2 separate regions of the Macaca mulatta genome follow, and region 2 is linked to region 1. The links are chromatin contacts, called in public Hi-C maps. All regions are on one chromosome and are shown on one strand. The core of a region is the stretch at or near the end of the contact, and the rest is flanking DNA. Distances in the headings are between cores, read along the strand shown.

Region 1 (3,953 bases), core at 186-2,685:
TTTTTTCTTTTGAGACAAAGCCTCACTCTGTTGCCCAGACTGGAGTGCACTGGCCTCCTGAGAAGCTGGGATTGCAGGTGTGCACTACCCCCTAATTTTTGGTATTTTTAGTAGAGACAGGGTTTCTCCGGGTTGGCAGGCTGGTCTCCAACTCCTGGCCTGGAGTGATCCACCCGCCTCTGCCTCCTAAAGTGCTGGGATTACAGGCGTGAACCACCGTGCCTCGCCAAAAATCCAGATTTCAGGCCAACTGACTACTGGCTGAGTGGACCACGGGCCACACACCAGTGGCAGGCGTTAGGGGAGCTATATCATTAGACGCTGCTCCCTAAGAGGAGGGAACTTTTTTGGTTTCCTTTGTTCTTTATTTCTAGCGCTCAGAATATTGGTTGGCAAGACAGTACACTCTAAAAACATTTACTGAAAGAGTGAACGGGGACGGGAAACACAAGAACACTCCTATGTCATCTCCCACCCTCTCCTGGTTTCCATCAGAGAAAAGATTTACAAACAGCAGAAAGGCAAGCTCTCACCTTCAAAACTTGGTACTGGGAGCAGTGTCTTTAGACCAGCACTGGCGGGGAGGGGTGCCCAAGAATCTACAAAGACAAACCAAGTTAAACGACGAAGGTAACAAGGCCAGGACCCCGATACAACCTGGGCCAAAGGTACTACTTCTTATTCTTATTTATTTTTTTGAGACGGAGTCTTGCTCTGTCGCCCAGGCCCCAGTGCAGTGGCGCGATCTCGGCTCACTGCAACCTCCGCCTCCCGCGTTCAAGAGATTCTCCTGCCTCAGACTCCGGAGTAGCTGGGATTACAGGCGCCCGCCACCACGCCCAGCTATTTTTTTTTGTATTTTTAGTAGAGACGGGTTTCACCATGTTGGCCTGGCTGGTTTCAAACTCCTGACCGCAAGTGATCCGCCCACCTCAGCCTCCCAAAGTGCTGGGATTAAAGGCGTGAGCCACCAAGCCGGCCCAAAAGTACTTCCGCCGGAAGAGTCTTGAGGTTGGGATGTGAGTTCCACTAAATGTGCTCAGAGGCTCAGGCTCCGCAGAAGGCCAGCCGGGGTCTCTGGGGGCCGACTCCCAGACGCAATTGTGACCCTCTTGCACGAACCCCTACGGTGGAGATCAGCGGTGGGATAGCGTAGTCCCTAACCAGTGCTTCACCGAGCATATGCAGAGCCGCCTTTTGGGTTAGAGAGGAAAAGCACTAGAGGGTGGGGGAGGAAGAGGGGTAAAGTCTTTAGGAACCAAAAGGGACTTCTGACCTGACAAGCGCACCCGCAAGAGCGGCGCACTAGCGCGAGCCAGTAGCCTCCACATGGTCACGGACGTCCGGCGGCGCGGAGGTCCCCACAGCGACTACAGCGCCCTCCTCTACCCTGGTAGGCAGCGGCGCTCTAGTAGCTAGCTGGAATCAGCTCAGGACACCGCTCAGTGTGGCCGGAAGTTGTGTTCACTCCGGTCCACTTCGCGGAGTCCCGACGGAAGCGGAAGAAACTCGAGCGACTGAGGTTGAGTTCCGTCGGAGGTTGAGTTCCGCCGGTCAAAGGCGCTGTCCGCCCAGCCACGCCCAGGGGCCTCGTTGGCCCTCTAGGGTTCTCCTTCCAATCCCCAGTTTTTCCCCAGAAGAGGGCGGCGGAGCGGGGAGTTTTTTGTTTTATTTATTTTTTCTGCGGAGTACAACTGTCAATGCCTGCCGGTTCCTTAGCAAGGTAGTCCCTTATGATTCACAGCCTTTGAGACCTTTTTCTAGGGGACCCCTCGAAGACATTAGGAGAATACCAGATTTGGCAATGGTTTAACATTTATAGGGCAATTGCAGTGTGTCATTGAGTACCTCATTCGTTAGTCGTGCCAACGAATCTGTGAGATAAGTCATTATACTGATTTTGCAGATTCCATCCTGAGGCTGAAATAATTTAACTTGTTCTGGGTCATACAACAGGAAAACAGTACCATCAGAATTTGAGCACAGTCTGGGATTCCAGAGAGCTCAGTGAATGAACAATACTGTTGATGAAAAGAGTGAAACACTGTAAGATATCGGAAGAGATTTATTCTGAGCCAAATATGAGCAACCATGGCCTGAGAACATGTGCCCAAGGTGGTAGAGGTGTAGCTTGGCTTTATACATTTTAGAGGGGCATGAGACATCAATCAAATGCATTTAAGAAATACATTGGTTTGGATCAGAAAGGTGGGACAAGTCAAGGTGGGCTTCTAGGCTTCTAGTTGACCATTCAACAAACATCTCTTGAGCATCTACCATAGTGCCATGAGCAAAATTAATGTGTCTACACTTATTCCAGAGGTTTCAAGGTAAAATAAATTCAGTCTCAACTGGAAGAGTTACTGAAGTTTTACAAGAAAGCTATTTCAGCTGTTCTCATCTATTAAATCGACAGGTGCAAAGAATGCATCAACTCCTTAATTGTTTGACCAAGAAGAAAGAACAATGCCATTAGTCTTGTTTTCTGTCTCAGTATTCACTGGTTATATTAAAGTATTTCTATGAATGTGTTCATCATAGTGAATAATTATTGTTGCTCAGTTAAATTATTTACAAATCTGTTGTTATAGGCCATGCTGCAGTAAACATCCTTGTACATTTTTGTTATTTTGTATTTCTTTTGGGCACTTTCAAAAGGAGAAATTTATGGATCAAAGGGAATGTTCATTTTAAATCTTTTGACTTTATATAGTTGTGCAAAATTGGCCTCCATGAACAGTTTATCAGAGTGCTTTCTTGATCAACATCCTTGCTAAAGAAGGATATTATAATTTTTCTAGAGCTTTGTCAATATGAAAGGTGAAAAACACCACTCAATGTTACATTTATAACAGGATGTTAAAATGCGATTGTTTCTGCCTCAGTTTTGCTTGGGACCACAAGGTAATCTCCACATTTCAAAGTGAGGTGCTGGGCCTCTTAGGCAGAGTTTATGCAGCAGGTGGTAGGAACTGGCTTTGCTATTTTTAGCTGCCCATTCTCTGCCAGCCTGTAAAAAACACTAGAAAAGCCAAGACAGGAAGTGGAGACTGGAGATTATAATAAAGATTTCGTTAATAGAGTTGTTGGTGTACTGTGACTTTCATGCCTTCCTCTATTCAATGGCAAGGGTTGAGGGGTGCTCTGTCAAGCCCAGTGAAAGACATTTCTAGATCATTCAGAGAGTTTAATATAATTCTTCTGCAGTTTGAGGGACACTGGGCATTGGGGTTTGACACCGGCTTGAGAAAATGGTATGTTTGGAGGCTGGTAGAAGCTGCCTGTGGCATCAAAAGTAGAGAGTTGCAGTTGGGAAGTAGCCACATTTCCATTGATGGTGGGGCAAAGGTGTGCATGTCCTGTTGACTAGGTGTGGACTCCATGACTAGGTGTGGACTCCAGTGTAGAGTGCCAAGGTAGGGTTTCTTACATCCTGTCCAACAGAACTGCATCAAAGACAGGGAGAAAGAAGGTGGAGTAGGTGTGAGGATGGATGTCCTGGGCCTGAGGGAAGAATCATGTGCAACCAGCCAACAACTCAGCAGAGATGAATTTGCCTGCATCAAGGGAACGGCAGATGAGAGATCCTCAGCAGGGGTGTGTGTGTGTGTGTGTATGTGTGTGCATGTGCGTGTGTGTGTGTTTGTGCATGTGAAACATTTGATATCTTGAAGTGCTGACTTCTAGCACTTCAAAATGTCAAAGAGAGGTCCTGGAAAAGATCCTTCCTCACAGCCCTTAGAAGCAACAAGCAATCCTGCAGACACCTTGATTTCAGACTTCCAGCCTCCAGAACAGTGAGGCAATAAGCTTCTGTTGTTTAAGCCACCCAGTGTGTGGCACTTTGTTTAGAGACTGGATATCACTATTAAAGCACCCTCTTTCTCTCATGAGTGCTTTATGAATTCTTCTTTAAGAAGGAAAGTACTGTTGAGTGCTGTACTAGTTTCCTA
Region 2 (3,874 bases), core at 855-3,354, 94 kb before region 1:
TTCTTCTCCCAGTCCCTGAAATGCATCTTCATCTTCATCCAGAGGACAATCCTCCAAAGACTAAAAAAAGAGGAACGACATTAGTTATTCATGAAATTCACACCCTCATTTTAAAAAGGTTCTAAAAATGTTCATCTTACCTTCTCAATGAACATAATTGCTTCATTATGACTTTTTGTAAAGATGGCATTTTCTACTTTCCAATTTCTGACACTGGAAGATTTCATCAGCTTTCTTTCACTTTCTATTTCCTATTCCTTATTTAATTCTCGCCCCACCTCACAGCATTCCATTTCTCTATTTTATCAAGAATCCACTAACAGCAGTTCCTCATGCAACCAAGAAATTAAGTCCACAACTTCCCTTATAACACTGGTTGGAAAAGTGAGGACAACTAATAATGAACCCTTTATTTTCTTGTATCTTTATGTATCTTTTCTAGCAAAATTCTCATCTTTCTCATTATATTCATGTCATGTTTTCAACTATTATTCCCTTTCAAAGCTTTGTCTTCATTTTCCATCTTTTTTATCTTCCCTATAGGCCTAAACTCTAGTGATTAAAGTTAGGTCTTCAACCACAATAAAATGAACTCTGGAAAAGCTGTGATATGACAAGTTCAAGTTCTGGCTCCACTTCTACAGTCAGTGTGAACATGGGCAACTGAGAAAATTTCTAATTAGCTCATCAAATACCTTTATACAACCTATTGTGTCTAAGGCTCTGTGCTAGGCTGTAAGGCTCAGTCTCTTATATCGTAATGCAGGGACTATACCAACTATGGCAGAGAGTTGTGATGATCAAAGCAGGCAAAGATTACAGATTATCGAACAAAGGCTAGAGGTCACCACATCCTAGGTAGGTTAACTTCACTTCAATTTTACTCAACTGATTTATTCTCCAAGTTTTCCTTTCGGTTTGGTCTTGGATCATTCCTATTAAGTATATCTGTCCTCAATTTTCAAAAATTCGGAATCAGAATTCCATAGTCGATCAGTAGATACGTTTGTGATACACCTTGCCTGGCTACCTCTTAGCTACCCTGTTTACAAAGGAAAGATTAGGTCAAAGGGCATTATTCTCCTGCCAGAGCCCTTCCAAATTTATGCAAATAGGCATGCAGCTGCCTTCGTATCAAAGGCAACTTCCAGCAGCACTCCCTTCCAAATCACAAAGATCTACTTTACCAAATCACTGCTTTTTCAATTAAAAATAGGATCATTTACATCAGTTCTTTCATGCTACAAACCCAGAAAGTTTACGTCCAGAGATTAGGAGTCGCTCAAGGTCATACAGTGAGTTGGTGACGGGGTCAGCACTGTTTGTTGCTATTGCTACATTCCCGGGACCTTCACCAAACCCACGTCGCCCAACACTAGCTCAGAGGGAACTTCTGCTGGACACGCCCCCCTCCCAACTCGGAGCCCTCTTTAGTAAACGGGCTGGGGCCCTAGTCCAACGGCAAGCCCAGGCCCCCTTGACCTGAAGGTAGCCTGTGTGAATGGGGTGTGTGTCAGTGTAATTCGAGTGGAGGTGGGTGGGGGGTGGTTCCGGGTCCAGGGCGGGAAACTCGGCTCAGGGAATTCCCGGGTGACTCCTACTCAAGAAAAGCACCCGGGTAGATGCAATACTGTACCCTCGATGGCTCCTCTAGGGGTGGGGGCGGGGGTGTGGTCTGGTTACAGCACTTAACGGGCCCTCCCCACCCCAAAACGGAGGCCAACTTTCCCCAGCGGCAACTAATGGGACTGTCTCGACCCCTGAAGCCAGCTCCCAGCCCTAGAATTAGACCCGCGACCCCAGGCCAGTCGCGTCCAGCTAAGTCCTGCGACTCCCCCAGCCCGCCCCCTGCCCCGCAGGAACACGGGACCGGCGTGCGGAGGGGGAGTGAGGGAGAGGGGCGCGGGAGGGAGGGAGGGGTCACTTCCGGTCGCAACAGCTCACCTCGTAGCGGAACATTCTTGGGGAGGGGGGCAGGGAGCGGGGAGGGGAGAGGGGGAGGGAGGGAAGAAGCGCTGACTCCCCGGCTCCTCCGCGCGCGGGTCCTCAACCGGCTCGCGACCCCTGGCCGCCGCCGTACGCCGGAGCGTGCGTGGAGACGTGCGCAGGCGCGCCTCAGGCAGGGCGGCCACCCGGCTCGGCGCCCGGCGGCGGCGGCTGCGCAGGGACAGATTTGGCGTCCTGCTTCCTAGTCTCAGCGGCGGGAAGGAGGTCCCGTGGCGAGAGACTGCGCACGCGCTGCCCGTCGTCTGCTGCCTGGTGATCTGGGCTTGCAGCTCCGCCCCCTCTTTCTCCGCGCCCGCTAGGCGCTGGGCTTGGAGCTGAGGGGCAGGTCACGAGTTCTCCGTCACCCGCGAGGCGGAGAAAACCCTTGTGATTGTCACAGGGTATGGCTCTGAAGAATCCTGGGCTTAGCCTGGGCTGGGAAACATGGAGATTCCCTGGCTGTTTTTCCAACGTCCCACTCACTCTTGGGGTTGCTCGGGGGTCTCCACGTTACGATCTGCGCCTTGCGCAGGGAAAAAAGAATGGAAAGTTGCTCGTCTTCGAAAGGGGCGGACTTCTTCGCCACTTTCAGTGGCTCGTCGCCTGCTGAATCCGCAGCAGGTCAGGGCTGTGATTTATGTGGCTCTAAACGATGACGGCGCCCGTTTTTTTTTTTTTTTTTTGAAATGCCGAAGACAGGTTCTGGGAGGTTTAACTAGGGTGGTATTTTTAGGTGCCAGGCTCATCAGGCGCGAGGAGCTGCAGAGCCTTGAAGGGCAGCACGGCCATGGGCTGCGGGCCACGCAGCAGCAGGGTCTTCGGGCCGGGATGCGCCGCTGGGTGACGCCACTTCCTTAGAGGATCGAACCTAGAGAGGAATGTGTCCAGCTTAGAAGCTGCGGACCCCTGGTTCCAGTATTCTGTTGGGTGGTTTGTTACTTCTAGCACGTTCCATGCCCTTCTTGCCCCTTTCCCTTCAGACAAAACTTGCACCACAAAGAGTGAATTCTTGTGGATTTCGCAATCCGTTTCTTCCCTGGGCGTCTTAAAATGCAGCCTCGCCTCGGAATGGCATACAGTAAATCTCCTAAATGTTAGTGTATCTGCATCAGTTTGAGTACGGGAAACGTTGAATTTGTGAAAAGTTCTGGGTGGGAGTTCGTGCTTCGCCACTGGTTAGGAAACTTTGGGCGACTTACCGAAACCTCTCTAAGCCTTAGTTTCTTGTAAAATGGGTATAATTACACCTGCTTCATGATGTTAACACTACTACTAACGATTGAAGGCTGCCTGGGACTCTGCTAGGCGCTTTATATGGATTGTCTCATTGAATCCTTCCTTATGTGCTCCCCATGAGGTAGGTACTGTTATTTTCTCAGTTTATGGTTGAGGAACCTGAGAATTAGCGACATTAAGTAGTTTGCCTCCAACCACCCAATGGCGAGTGGCAAAGCTAGTAGCTGAGATTTGTCTGATTGTTAAAAGCCCAGTGTCTTAATCACTGTGCCAAGATAAAAGCAAATGTTGACATGGGCCAGGCCTGAACTTTAAAGAAGTGGAGGAGGCTAGGGACAAGATGATATATTGGTTTTCAAACATGCATGGAACGTTATAAAATATCAAGTACTAAGTAACAGTACCTCTTAATAATTACCAAAGAATTGGTGCCATGTAGATCAAGGGTTAGCAGGCTGTGGCCCACAGCCCAATCTGGCCAGCCACCTGTTTTTGTAAGGGAAGCTTTGTTGGAATACAGCCAACCTTATTTATTTACATATTGTCTTTGGTTGCTTTAATGTTATAAAGTCAGAATTGAGTCGTTACAGTGGATACAGTGTGTCCCGTAAAGTGTAACATATTTACTATTTGGCCCTTTACAGAGTTTGCT

What was found. A called contact is a pair of places that touch in the nucleus more often than the background predicts.
Region 2: a Hi-C map of CD4 T cells shows a contact between it and region 1, with 5 times the contacts expected there. The contact joins the promoter of PATL1 here to the promoter of MRPL16 in region 1. A contact is called at or near these places in 2 of 14 Hi-C or Micro-C datasets (CD4 T cells and fetal cortical plate).

Annotation. Positions count from the first base shown.
Region 1 is chr14:14,072,012-14,075,964 of T2T-MMU8v2.0, reverse strand. MRPL16 (mitochondrial ribosomal protein L16) reads right to left here and starts at 1,435. Exons shown (of 4, transcript NM_001266431.1): 1 at 1,277-1,435; 2 at 534-599. The coding sequence starts at 1,331.
Region 2 is chr14:14,167,056-14,170,929 of T2T-MMU8v2.0, reverse strand. PATL1 (PAT1 homolog 1, processing body mRNA decay factor) reads right to left here and starts at 2,104. Exons shown (of 19, transcript XM_001089844.5): 1 at 1,945-2,104; 2 at 1-60. The coding sequence starts at 1,959. It overlaps LOC144334204 (a long non-coding RNA gene), which reads left to right and starts at 2,374. Exons shown (of 2, transcript XR_013403786.1): 1 at 2,374-2,607.